Linked DNA regions of Mus musculus: regions 1, 2 and 4 are each linked to region 3. A link is a contact called in public Hi-C and promoter capture Hi-C data. All regions are on one chromosome and are shown on one strand. The core of a region is the stretch at or near the end of the contact, and the rest is flanking DNA. Distances in the headings are between cores, read along the strand shown. Region 1 holds the start of Nek8 (NIMA (never in mitosis gene a)-related expressed kinase 8). Region 2 holds the start of Supt6 (SPT6, histone chaperone and transcription elongation factor). Region 3 holds the start of Gosr1 (golgi SNAP receptor complex member 1). Region 4 holds the start of Eral1 (Era (G-protein)-like 1 (E. coli)).

Region 1 (3,089 bases), core at 71-2,570, 1.4 Mb before region 3:
TCAGTCTGTCCTCACTGTGATGCGGGATCCAAGCCCGCCTCCACTCCAGAGAGTAAGGCAGTTGCTCTGCGGAGCGGGATCGGCAGACCAGGAGAAAAGGAGCAACCCAGAGGCGGTGCTGAATGAAGGGAGTGTGCCTTTGGGAGGTGGAAGTGGACAACGAGGGCAAAAAGTGGGGACTAGGAGAACGGTGTTTCAAGATGTTGAGGGGCAAAAGCCCAAGCTCAGACTCCCAGGCACCTATGCCTTTTGGGTATTTGCTGCCTTCCCTGATGGTTCCAGGGTTACACATTAACTCCCAGAGGTCCCCAGGGTCACTCAAGGCCCATTCGGTTACTAAGTGATAGCACGATGTAATGTTTTGTGTGAGCGTTTTACCCCAGCACTCCCTCTTTGCTTCCCCAGCCAACTCCGGCCTGAGCCAGTGACCACAGGTTCCCTCCACGTAGGCTAGTTTGGGGCGGGGCAGGGACAAAAAATAAACAACCCTTCTCTCGCCCACTGAGAAATAGGAACGTTGTTAGCTAAGGACCACCTCCTGAATACTGACATTTTATAACTCCCTTAGAGCTGCAGGCGTCATGAAGAAGTCAGGATTTCATTCATCCTGGTCGAAACCCTAGCAGCGATACCAACCAGCCCACTATTTCTGGACAGAAGCATAGAACCTTCTCTGGGTTTCCCCCTACCGCGACGCTATAAGTTTTGAGTAAAGCTCCGAGTCCCCCTACGGCAGCGTTTTGTGCGGATTCTGAGAAACCGAGAGCACTGTGCTCAGTAGTTGTTACAACCAAGAGACCACGTCATGTACTCTTCAGGTGAATCAGTTTGTCCAACTGGGGTTTTCCCGGTCCCTCCCTCGGCAAACACCAAATAACGCCGCTCCTCTCCCCACACAGACCGGCTCGGTTTTGGTGGTTTATACTTTACGTGCCAATCATGAGAATCCCTTTATCTTTCTGAGGTAGTGCCAACTCGTCCCGGACAGTGGGGACTGTATCGATCTTCGCATTCCACTCGCATTAGACCTCTGAAAGAACAATCTTGTTTTTTTGCCGGGCAACATAAGTGGGCGCCTTATCGCTCCAGTCTAACTACCTATGCCCAAGTCACGCGTGTGCGATGTGGCTGGTACGGTTCTGAGCACTGAGGGACTCGTCAAGAAACCCAGAACGACTATTCTCTGATCCCTCGTTGGGGAAACACGACTTAGCCTCTAGGTTGAGTTCAAAGTCAGAGAAAGACGCCGGACTCGACAGACGCCCCCGTTTCGCCGGCTCCGCCCTGCAAAAGTTTTACAGCAAGGAGGAGGAGCTCCCAGATGGGAGGGTCCGCGCACGCGCCGCACCGGGATTCCAGAAGCGTAACTGAGAAATGAGATGGAGAAGTACGAGCGGATCCGAGTGGTGGGAAGAGGTGCCTTCGGGTGAGCCAGGGCGCTGGGGAGGAAATGCTAAGGGAGAAATTAGGGCCCTAATTCTGACCAAGAAATCGTGGCCCTGTTGGCTCCGCCCCGAAGCCAGAGCACCACTATGGGATGCCCCGCCCAGGCATCCGGTCCTTAGGTTTAGGCGGGAGGCCCCGCCCACAGCCAAACCACGCCCTCCAGACCAGCCTGTGCCCTTGGAAGATAGTTTTTCCCTGTAGATTGGTTATTCTTTGCTTCAACTGATAATAAGCGTAAACTGCACAGGTCAGACTGCCCGGAGTTTACAGTTATGACCAAAACAGGCGAGGTACTTCCCCTTTACGAACATAGCCCATAGGTAGTTGATCCAAACAAACAAGATATTGTTAAAACAGTTAATGAAGTTTGAGCAGTTATCAACAGTAAGAGACCGTGCACCAGGTGGGGTGGTACACGCTTGTCATTTCAGTACTTGGGAGCAGATGTAGGAGCATTGCTGTGAATTCGAGGCCAACCTGGACTACATAGAGATTGTCTCCAAAAGAAAAGACAAGCAAGAGCTGAAGAGATGGTTAAGAGCACAGACTGCTCTCCAAAAGGTCCTGAGTTCAAATCTCAGCAACCACATGGTGGCTCACAACCATCTGTATAATGAGATCTGACGCCCTCTTCTGGTGTGTCTAAAAATAGCTACAATGTACTTAGATATAACAAATCTTTAAAAAAGAAAAGAAAAGCAGTTTTTTTTTTTTTTTTTTTTTTTTTTTTTTTTGGTTTTTCGAGACAGGGTTTCTCTGTATAGCCCTGGCTGTCCTGGAACTCACTCTGTAGACCAGGGTGGCCTCGAACTCAGAAATCCGCCTGCCTCTGCCTCCCGAGTGCTGGGATTAAAGGCGTGCGCCACCACGCCCGGCAGAAAAGCAGTTTTTATGGTATACTCTGGACAGGCCTGAACTACATAACTAGCTTAAAACCAGTCTAGGCAACTTAGTGCTACCCTTCTCAAATTTTAGAAAAAGAAAAGAGGGACTGAGGGTGAATATCAGTGGTAGAGCTCCTGCCTAGCGTACTTGGGTTTAATTTCTAAACCAAAAGGGAACTTAAGAAGTTCACCAAGGAAGGTAATATAGCCCACAGGAAGGTGATCCAACAAGCAAGACATTGTTAAAACAGTTAATGAAGTTTGAGCAGTTATCAACAGCAGGAACTTAAGGAGTCCAGATGAGGTGGAAGGTCAAGACTTGAAGAACTGAGCCTGGCTTGGTGGCACACACCTTTAATTCCAGCACTTGTGAGGCAGAGGCAGGCAAAAGTCTGAGTTTGAGGCCCGCCTGGTCTACAGAGCAAGTTCCAGGACAGCCAGGACTACACTGAGAAACTCTTGTTTTGACAAAACAACATCAGCAACATCAAAGCCAAACCAAAAGATCTGAAGAAATGAGGGCCAGGTAGAGTCCTTCTGGTAGATGAAGTAGCATTTGCAAAGACCCTCACATGGGAAAAATGTTATAGCAGTCAAGAAACTGAGAAAAAGACTCCTGTAGTTGGAATGTGGTGAGCAAGGTAAGGAATGTGGTTGTCATGGAGGGTGGGGACCAGATTATGATCTTGTAAACCAGAGAAAGAGGTTGAGTTGATTTAAAGTATAAAGGCGAGAGGGTTTTGTTCTTGTTTGTGCTAG
Region 2 (3,068 bases), core at 513-3,012, 1.5 Mb before region 3:
ACTCCATTTTTATTTAGTAGAGCCAGAGCAGGAAACATTAAATTAAAACGTAGTAAAACTGCCGGGCAGTGGTGGCGCATGCCTTTAATCCCAGCACTTGGGAGGCAGCAGCAGGCGGATTTCTGAGTTCGAGGCCAGCCTGGTCTACAAAGTGAGTTCCAGGACAGCCAGGGCTACACAGAGAAACCCTGTCTCGAGAAAAAGAAAAAAAAAAAAAAAAAGAATGTAGTAAGCCTGAGTAGGTGTTTACTGAATGAGGTGGTTAGGAATGTAAAGACTACATACTCCCTGGACTAAACTGGTAAGACAGGTTCTGAGAGTTGTGAACAGACTAACCATCTTAGAAGGTCACTTCCTTTCTAGCAAATAGCATCATCAATCATTCAAATTATATCACAAGTACACCTCCTGTCGAACTTCATGACTTTATTTCCTCCAGTGTGGGGGCAGAAGCTTTCCGTATGCTCGGCAAATACTCTAACACTGAAGTAATTACCAGCCTTTGAACTTCTGTTGTTTTGAGACAGCCCCCACTATATAGGCTAGGCTGATCTTGAAGTTACAATCCTGCTTCAACCTTTTGAGTGCTACAATTACAGACCTAGGCCACCACGCCTGCCCATTAGTCTTGTTTTATTGTTTGATTCACTACTGTATTTCCTGTATCTAGAACAATACGAGACACACTAAAAGTGCTCTTTAAATCTAGGCCAAATGAATGAGCCCACGAATAAGTGAGTATTTTAATTGCACATGATAAAAAACAGACTTTCCTCTGCAATGTCTGTCAATGCTTAAATTCTTTACAAGAAAGTTATTGCTAAGTTAGAGTGTCAAAAAATATGAGCTAAAAATAGGTGACATTTAAAATCTGAGATTCAGCTTATGTTGTCTTGCTCTAAATGCTCCTCTCTCCAGCACAAAATAGTGGCAGCCCATGGAATCTGAAAGATTTTGAACCTGCACAGATTTGGATTAAACCCTGTCTCCATCATTCACTAGCTGGCTTTGAGCAATATCTCTAGGTCTATTTACTCACCTAAGAAAATAACTTTAGTATCTGTCCTCAATACAATGTTAAAAACCGGAAAGTATATATGTAACACGTTTGGCCCACAGCTCATCAAACAGAAACTAACATTAGGACTAAGTTTCCTTGGCAACTCGTCGTCCTCTTCAAGAAATAGGGCACGGCTAACTTTCCCAGACCACGCCCTCAGACTCCGAGGCCCCGCCCCTTCTAGGCTCACCCGGCCTAGGCAGCCCACCCAGAGCGGTGAGTCCCCCTCTGTACCTGACCCATAGCGCACGTCGTGAGAATGCAGTCGGACATTGTGGCGTGTATTGAGTAGCTTCACCACGGAGCCGCAAGTAACGACAGCCATGTTGGACGCTCCCACAGCGCTCCACAAACCACCCAACAACAGAAGCGACAAGACAGCCATCCTAGATCCGAGAGAACTAATCATCCAAGAAAATTAGGCCCGTCCCCGGAACCGGAAGCCGAGGGTAGAACTACGCCAAGATGGAAGAGAAGACTCCTTAACCTGAATCTTTATGGTTCCTTTGGCGAGAGCGGCTTAAAGAACACGCTGGCCCGGGAGGCCTTCGGGACCTCACTTTGTACTGGGTGCTCTGTGGCGGCTGCGTTCCTTAGGCGTTCGCGGACTCGGAACCAAAGCCCTAGACGCCGGAGGGGAAAAGACAGCAGGAAATGACCCTCCCACTCCCAGTGACAGAGAGCCGGAGGTGACGTACTACGTTAACGCAGCAGCGGCGACGGTGGTGGTGGTGGTGGCGGCGGCTGCGGAGGGCCCTTGCGGTGGGTCCGGACTATCCTTTTGCAGTCTCTGATCGGCGACTCCATTTTCTTCGGTGGGAGCTTAGCGTAGCGGAGAAGCAGCGGCCTTCAAGCAGGTAACGCTCAGCCTGGAGAGTGTGTTGCGTGTGTGGGTGCGCAGGTGGCGAGCCAGACTCCTGGGGCCTGGTCCCGTAAGGGAAGAAGCTTTGGGGTGCCCCACTGCGGGAAGGAAGGGGGCCCTGGCTTTCCCTGATCTGCCAGGGGGGAAAAGGACAGGAAAGTACCGTGATTGCTCAGAGTCTCCAGCCCTTTCTCCACGCGGTACCACCCGGAACCTGTGACCTGGGGTTACCTCTTGAATCAACAGGCTTTCTGGGATCCCATCTTCTCCGCGGCGTCTGGAATCTGGGCCACGCAAAAAATTGGGACTAGAAGAGAGACCTAAGGGTTTCTTTACTTGGCATCAGGTGATCGGATTAATTAGTCCGGCGTTTGGGTCCTGCTGAGCTTTCGAGAGTTCAGCCATGAGGCGGGTGTACTGTGCTGAATGTTAGCTCTTTACAAAATGTTGAGTAATTATACGGTTTTTTTTCCACATATGGGCAAGTCCCTTAATCCTTTCTAAAGATGCGAGTTTATACTTAAGTACCTGGAGCCTTCCATCTTGTATAATTCATTTCCTCGAACACTTGCCAAAGACCTATCATAAATATTAGAATTGGTTGTTAAATCAGAAATGTGTATTGTTTGACATCAGGTACTCGAGTATCTTAAGTAAAGCAGTTCCTCTGTATTACAGAAAGAATCGATTTCTGTTTTCCTTTAGGAGGCGGGTCTCCTGTAATAATTACATGAAAAGACACGGTAATACAAAGGTCATAGGGTAATTTGTTTTTCATCCCGCCCCACTCCATTCCCGCTGCTCCCCTTCTTCAGAATCCTCCATTACTTATTACTTTCATTAATTTGTGTGTGTGTGTGTGTGTGTGTGTGTATGCCTCAATTAGTTAATTTATGGTGGTTTACAAGTACATGGGTGAAGAAGTATTCAGAGAAGCCTGGGCTACAACCCTAAAGAAAATGTTCCCCTCCCCCAGCAACCATGAATTACTATCGATCCTTAGGGTTGGTGGGATCTCATGATGAGCCCCTCCCCCCTAGCAACCGTTAACTGCCCATAAACCTGTAGGAAGGGAGGAGCCTGGTCCCCCTCCCCAGCATTGAAGTATGCTACAATGTGTGGAAGTCGTTGAATTTAATTAATTTT
Region 3 (3,106 bases), core at 566-3,065:
GGACCATCTCAAACTCACAGAAATCCACTTGCCTTTGCCTCCCAAGGGCTGGAATTAAAGGAGCACGCCACCACACCCAGCTATAAACAATCGTGTGACCAATGGTTTTAAAAAGCATCAGCAGGGAACAGTCTCCACAAAGAAAAGAAGAAGTGAGTGCAAAAGACCTGAAAAAGTCAATGATGGGAATAAGCTCACCAGATAGGTTCAGCAGCAACCTGCAGCGGGCAGGGAAACACCCGCTAGTCTGTCAATCACCCTGCAGGCAGAATAGAAGATGTTCTCCAAACAGAACAATGGGAAATCGAGTTTAAGAAATGCATAGCCAGGGACCTGGGGAGATGGCCCAGTGTCCTGAACAAAGAATGATCTGCAATCGCTGTGCTATTTTCAAGCAAGTTTGGTTTTTAGGTATACAGCAAACAGAAATGAAAGAAAGAGACAGCAAGCAGGAGGTAGTAGTTCATGAGATCAGACACTTACGTCATCCAGCAGAAAGCAACGGAGGAGACCTGGAGAGCAAAAACCAGCTAGTTGGAGCCTCTCTCTGACCCACAAAAAGGGTTCCAGGAAGAACGGCTTCTCTTAGGTAAGATGTCCAATGAACCATTCCCACCGTGGGCATCTTTATGTCAGGAAGGTCAGAGGGAATGATCAGCTGTGATCAAGGACACGGTGTGTTAACTCAGATACTCTCCTTCTGTCCTCCCGGACCTGGTATTTTTTACTCTTTGGGCCATTTTGCTACACTATTGCTTTCTCACAGAGCCAGCCAGGTAGCCCATCCCCAGCCAGGGGGTCTCTGGGACAATTTACAAGAAATATGCTTGGGTATTAAGTATGTGTGTGACTGGGGCACGGGGTGACAACCCTATGTCCACAACCAGCTTTTCAATGGACTTAAACAACACATAACAATTTATTACTATAATGCATATTATACTCAGCCAGTAAATTGCTTGGCATGCATGCATTAGGATGTGAGTTCAGATCCCTAGGACAAACATGAAAAGGCCAGGCGTGTCATCATATGTCTGTAATCCCAGCACTGGGAAAGCCAAAACTGGGGCTGGATAGCCAGCTAGTCTAACGACATCAGTGAGCTTCAGGCTGTGGGCACATGGAAGCTGTTAGCAAGGGACAGAGGACTGATGCTCTGCTGTAGACATAGGGAAGTCAACCAGGGAAGGAACTTTACATACTGGACAGTGGAAGATGGGCAGGAAAAGAACCACTGGCTCTGAGAAAGGAAAATGCTGATTGAAGGTACTTTTTCTTTTTCTTTTTCTTTTTCTTCTTGAGACATTTATCCCCACCTAGCCTTGAACTCTCTATGTAGCTGAGGATGACCTTGAACTTCTGGTCTTTTTATCCCCACATTCTGAGTACTAGGATTAAAGGCATATACTACCATGTTCTGTTTATGGAATGCTGGGGGTCGAACCCAGACCCTCTTACATTCAGGCAAGGCACCTGCCCCATTAAGCTTGACACCACCACCACCACCCCCCCACCTCCGGTCCCAAGACATCCTATTTAAGGGGAGATAATGGAAATTGTGTCTCTCCTCTAAGTCACCCGCTGAAAAGAACAATCCGAGATGAAGAAATTGAAGACTGAAGACTGAAAAGATGTGGTATGAACACCCAGAACAGCTAAACGACGCTTTCAAACGAGCTACTTAAAGCTGTAAAATAACGAATTGTCCACCAGGTGGCAGTGTCTAAGGAGGCTAGCGTATCCCATCAGCCTCGGCGCTCGGGGGTGGAAGAAGGCGTGGAGGTGACTCTCTGGCCTTCAAGGCCTCTACTCGCCTGTCCCGACTGACGTTGGGCAACAAAGATGGCGGCAGGAACCAGCAATTACTGGGAAGGTGAGGGCAAGGCCTCGGAGTGGGTTCCACCGGGTGCAGAGTGAACTTAATGAGGCTGGATCTTGAGGGAGGCAGCAGAGGGAAGAGCCAGGCTACGGAATGAGCCACACTTTGGGATGAGGTTGTCCAAGAGGAGCCCTGGGCCTGGGAACTTGGGGAAGGAGCTGGGGCGGAGTGAGCCGGACCTGGGAAGGGGTTGGGTCCGGGAGTGGAGGGAGCCGGGATGGAGAGGAAGAGGCGCCTGAGGCTCCAGATGGAAGTGTGTGAGGGGTAGTGAGGCTCTCCGGATGGGGCTGCGGGGACGAGCTCTTGGGAGGAGGGTGTTGAGCAACAATATCCAGAGCCCGGAAGACGAGCAGTCAGAACCTTGGAGTTGAGGTCACTGTCAGACAACTAGGAGTGAGGAGGGACTTGTCAGCGCCAGCCTTGCAGGGATATTTTAGTGGATGGTCGTCTCCTCCTGGACCCCAACTGGCAATTTGAGATTGAGACTTTAATGACGACTGGGTGACAGAATACTGAAAATAACTGTACCTTCTTCCCTGGACTCCAAGATCGGTTTTGTTAAAAATGATAGCAAAAAAAGGTTCTAATGAATACGTTTGCTGTTCGTCTCCCGCCAGGAAAACCTTCAGTTGTGCTTATTTAATTCCTGAAAGTCTGGTCCACTCAAGTGAGGTCACACAAAACCTTCCTAGTCCACAGTGATCCACAGAGATCAGAAATGGCCCACTTTGTTTCATTTAACCTTTTGCTTATTTAGTTTTTAAGCCTATTTCCTCTTTTTGTCCCATGAAGCCCCTGGGAAATATGGTATTGTCACCATCAGCCAGTAGATCTAAGGGACTGAATTTTATGTTCTGTCATGTTTTCAAAATACATTCTACTTTATGCTTTTCATTAGACTAAATAGATAAATAGAATTACAGAGAAACATGCCTATAGTTTAAAATGTGTATTTAAAATGCCCTTTGGAAATACTTGTCGTAGCTAGAATTTCTTTTTAAACTATGTAGATAGGAGTAGCTGCTATGATAGTCATTATTGATAGTCATTAGGCTGTGGGTTTTTGAAACACTATACTGTAATAATTAAAGCAATTAATATATTGACAATATATCTTTGTACCAGATGCTTTAAGCATGTATAGAAAAACTGAAAGCTTGAGGTTTTTAAATGAACTGGATCATCAGTAAATCTCAAAGACAATAGGTGGCTGAGCTGACGTTAGGA
Region 4 (2,935 bases), core at 436-2,935, 1.3 Mb before region 3:
ATACTACCACACCCACTCACTCACCAAGCCTGAACAGCAACTGTTCTCACCAGTTTACCCATGTCCCCCGCCATTTTAAATTTTTGTTTTATTTATTCACAAACATGGTCTTCCCATGTATCTCTGACTTGCCTAGAATTGACTAGGTAGACCAAGCTGACTTCTAACTTGCAGAGATCATCCTTCTTCTGCCCACTAAGTGCTGGGATTAAGACAACATCTAATCTTCCAGGTTTCTCAACCTACCCTTACCCGTTTTTTTTTTTTTTTTTTAAATAAATCTTTTTTTTTTTTTAAAGATTTATTTATTTATTATATGTAAGTACATTGTAGCTGTCTTCAGACACTCCAGAAGAGGGTACCAGATCTCGTTACGGATGGTTGTGAGCCACCATGTGGTTGCTGGGATTTGAACTCTGGACCTTCGGAAGAGCAGTCGGGTGCTCTTACCCACTGAGCCATCTCACCAGCCCCCCTTACCCGTTTTTTAAGACAAGTATTCATCCCAGGCTGGCCCTCAATATCCTCATCCTTTGGCCTCCACCTCCTAAATGTTGGGGTTACAGGAACGCTCCATCACATACAGCTACCTGCTTTTTTTTTTCTTCTGCTCATTTTCCTTCAGTAAGATTTAATCTCAGAGCCTCGAGATTTAATCTCGAAAAAAAAAAAAAGCTTTAATCTCAGAGAATAGATAGGAGTTGATATTTAGAGAGGTAAATACAGTCTGCTACTCAACAGGAATGTTTACCACAGAACCACCCTTTAACTGAGGTCTAGACACCAAAAAGGTGCAGACTTCACAAAGCAACCTGTGCTGACTAGTTTTATGATAACTTGACACAAGCTGGTGTCATCTCAGAGGACGGAACCTCGATTGAGAAATTGCCTCCATAAGATTGGGCTGTAGGCATTTTCTTAATTAACTGTTGATATGGGAGGCATTGTGAGTGGTGCCACACCTGGGCTGGTGTTCCTAAATGCTATAAGAAAGCAGGCTGAACAAACCATGAGGAGTAAGCCAGTAAGCAGCATCCCCCTCCACGGTCTCTGCATCTACTCCTGTCTCCAGGTTTCTGCTTGGTTTGAGCTCCTTCCTTGTCTCCCCTCAGTGGATTGTGAGTCTAGACATATAAGCCAAATAAAACCCATTCTTCCCCAAGTAGCTTTTGGTTATGGTGTTTCATCACAGCTATAGTAACCCTAAGACTGCCACGCCCAGCTAAAACACAGCAAAAGAGGAAATAAGAAAGGATCCTGCAGGGTTGAGGCTAGAAAGCACTTAAAAAAGAAAAAGAAAAAAATCTAGTGAAATGAAGCTTAGAGCCCGTTCCCATGCCCACGCCCACTCCTAGCAATAAGAGAGTTTCTCCTCTTAAGCCGCTAAGAGGAGCTTCTGCGGTATGGTGTCCCGAGGAATGTCATTAGGAAGACATGGTTTAAAAGCTCTTTACACAACTTTGGCAGGAGGAGAAATGATGTGTTTGGGAGTCCAAGACGACTGTTATACTCAGGCAGGAAACACAGCACAATTTTGCCTTTCCTTAGCCTTTGGATACCGTCTTTCCCTCCGCCTCCTAGGGTATCCCTTGTTGTAGAATGGAGATTCTGTTTGGGCCGATCTAGCTTTCTTCCACTCGTTGGTCCGTGGGCTTCTCGGTCCAATCGCGTCGCGCTTCTGATCGGTACCAGGGTGCATTGCGGCAAAATGGCTGCCCCCAGGCGGTACTGCGCTGGGCTCGTTCGGGCCTTGTTAGGGGCCCGACAGGTGGGTTCGCATGCAGGGAGGGAATGGCTTGCTCCGCCCGGCTGTCTTCTAGGTAACCAGGCGAGGTGCGTGTCCTGTGTCGTGGGCTCCACTTTCTCTGGTCCCCTCCTGGCCTCGGCCTCTAGTCGTTATGGTCAGGACTCCGCCTTGGACCGTATCCTTGGATTTTCTCAGCCTGACAGTTCGTTGGTTCCGAGCGTCCCCGCGGTGTCGGTGCACAGAGGTAAAGGGTCCAGCTATGTTAGTTACAGGTGTTTGGTTCTATGACATGTTTTGATGTGTAGCCCAAACCAGCTTGGAATTCGGATCTTCCCGCTGCAGCCTCTTAAGTGTTGGGATTACAGGTGTTGGCCATGACCGGCCTCTGATGGTTTTAGCAGTGGAAATCATGTATCGTAAGTAAAATCCCTCTGCCTCTAGAAATAGCAGTTTAACTTCTCATTTAATAAAAAATAAACCTGAGCCCAAGGAGAGGCGAGTGGAGAAGGCTGTCAAAGAGTTTGAAAGTGAGGGTCTGTGAAACAGACGAAGGCTCTTGTTGCTTGACAACCTGAGTTCAGTCCTTGGAACTCATATGGTGGAAACTGAGACCCAGACAGTTTTGCCCTAACTACCATAAGCTCCCACTGACACACAAATAAATAAATATAGCAACATAAAGAGTTTTAGGAATGTGAAGAACCTAGACCCTCTGTTGGTTACAGTCAGTCATTAGTCAAGGCAAAGTTGTCTCCCTCAGTCCTCAATGCCCAGCCTGTGTTTTTTTTTTCTCCCATACAGTTGTCATTTTGAAAAAGAAGTTATTCATAAATAGTTAATGTGATTCCATATTACATATGAAAAAAAAAAAAAACAAGAGACTTAGAGAGTTTAGGTAACCTAATGATCAAGTAAGCTCAAATGCCAAACTATTCTCAAAGTTAAGAATGGGTTGGCTTCTGCCAAGCCATTACCAGGTCCTCAAGTCCTCATCAAGCAGTATAGACCCAATACGTGGATCTTGAGCCCTATCTACTTGGTTTAATCCTAAATTAAGTCAGGCCTTATGGTGCATGCCTGTAGTCCCTACACTGAGGAGGTGGAGGTGGAAGATCTGGAGAAAAATTTCAGCTCTGACTGTGGTACCCTATGCTGCTATGAAGGTACTGCAAAATGTTTCAATCTCTC

Evidence for each region. Promoter capture Hi-C pulls out the DNA fragments that hold promoters and counts their contacts. Hi-C and Micro-C count contacts between places; a contact is called where the count stands out from the background.
Region 1: a Hi-C map of B cells shows a contact between it and region 3, with 6 read pairs. The contact joins the promoter of Nek8 here to the promoter of Gosr1 in region 3. A contact is called at or near these places in 1 of 39 promoter capture datasets (pre-B cells), 1 of 484 Hi-C or Micro-C datasets (B cells) and 1 of 9 other capture datasets (liver).
Region 2: a promoter capture Hi-C map of pre-B cells shows a contact between it and region 3, with 2.5 times the contacts expected there. The contact joins the promoter of Supt6 here to the promoter of Gosr1 in region 3. A contact is called at or near these places in 1 of 39 promoter capture datasets (pre-B cells) and 2 of 9 other capture datasets (adipose tissue and liver).
Region 4: a contact with region 3 is called in a Hi-C map of uterus, with 12 times the contacts expected there. The contact joins the promoter of Eral1 here to the promoter of Gosr1 in region 3. A contact is called at or near these places in 2 of 39 promoter capture datasets (the C10 cell line and pre-B cells) and 1 of 484 Hi-C or Micro-C datasets (uterus).

What each region holds. Positions count from the first base shown.
Region 1 is chr11:78,174,897-78,177,985 of GRCm38.p6, reverse strand. Nek8 (NIMA (never in mitosis gene a)-related expressed kinase 8) reads left to right here and starts at 1,320. Exons shown (of 15, transcript NM_080849.3): 1 at 1,320-1,426. The coding sequence starts at 1,380. It also overlaps a transcript of Tlcd1 not described here.
Region 2 is chr11:78,244,397-78,247,464 of GRCm38.p6, reverse strand. Supt6 (SPT6, histone chaperone and transcription elongation factor) reads left to right here and starts at 1,762. Exons shown (of 37, transcript NM_009297.2): 1 at 1,762-1,917. It overlaps Sdf2 (stromal cell derived factor 2), which reads right to left and starts at 1,719. Exons shown (of 3, transcript NM_009143.3): 1 at 1,295-1,719. The coding sequence starts at 1,469.
Region 3 is chr11:76,762,287-76,765,392 of GRCm38.p6, reverse strand. It overlaps Gosr1 (golgi SNAP receptor complex member 1), which reads left to right and starts at 1,815. Exons shown (of 9, transcript NM_016810.4): 1 at 1,815-1,873. The coding sequence starts at 1,843.
Region 4 is chr11:78,079,133-78,082,067 of GRCm38.p6, reverse strand. It overlaps Eral1 (Era (G-protein)-like 1 (E. coli)), which reads left to right and starts at 1,685. Exons shown (of 10, transcript NM_022313.2): 1 at 1,685-1,991. The coding sequence starts at 1,709.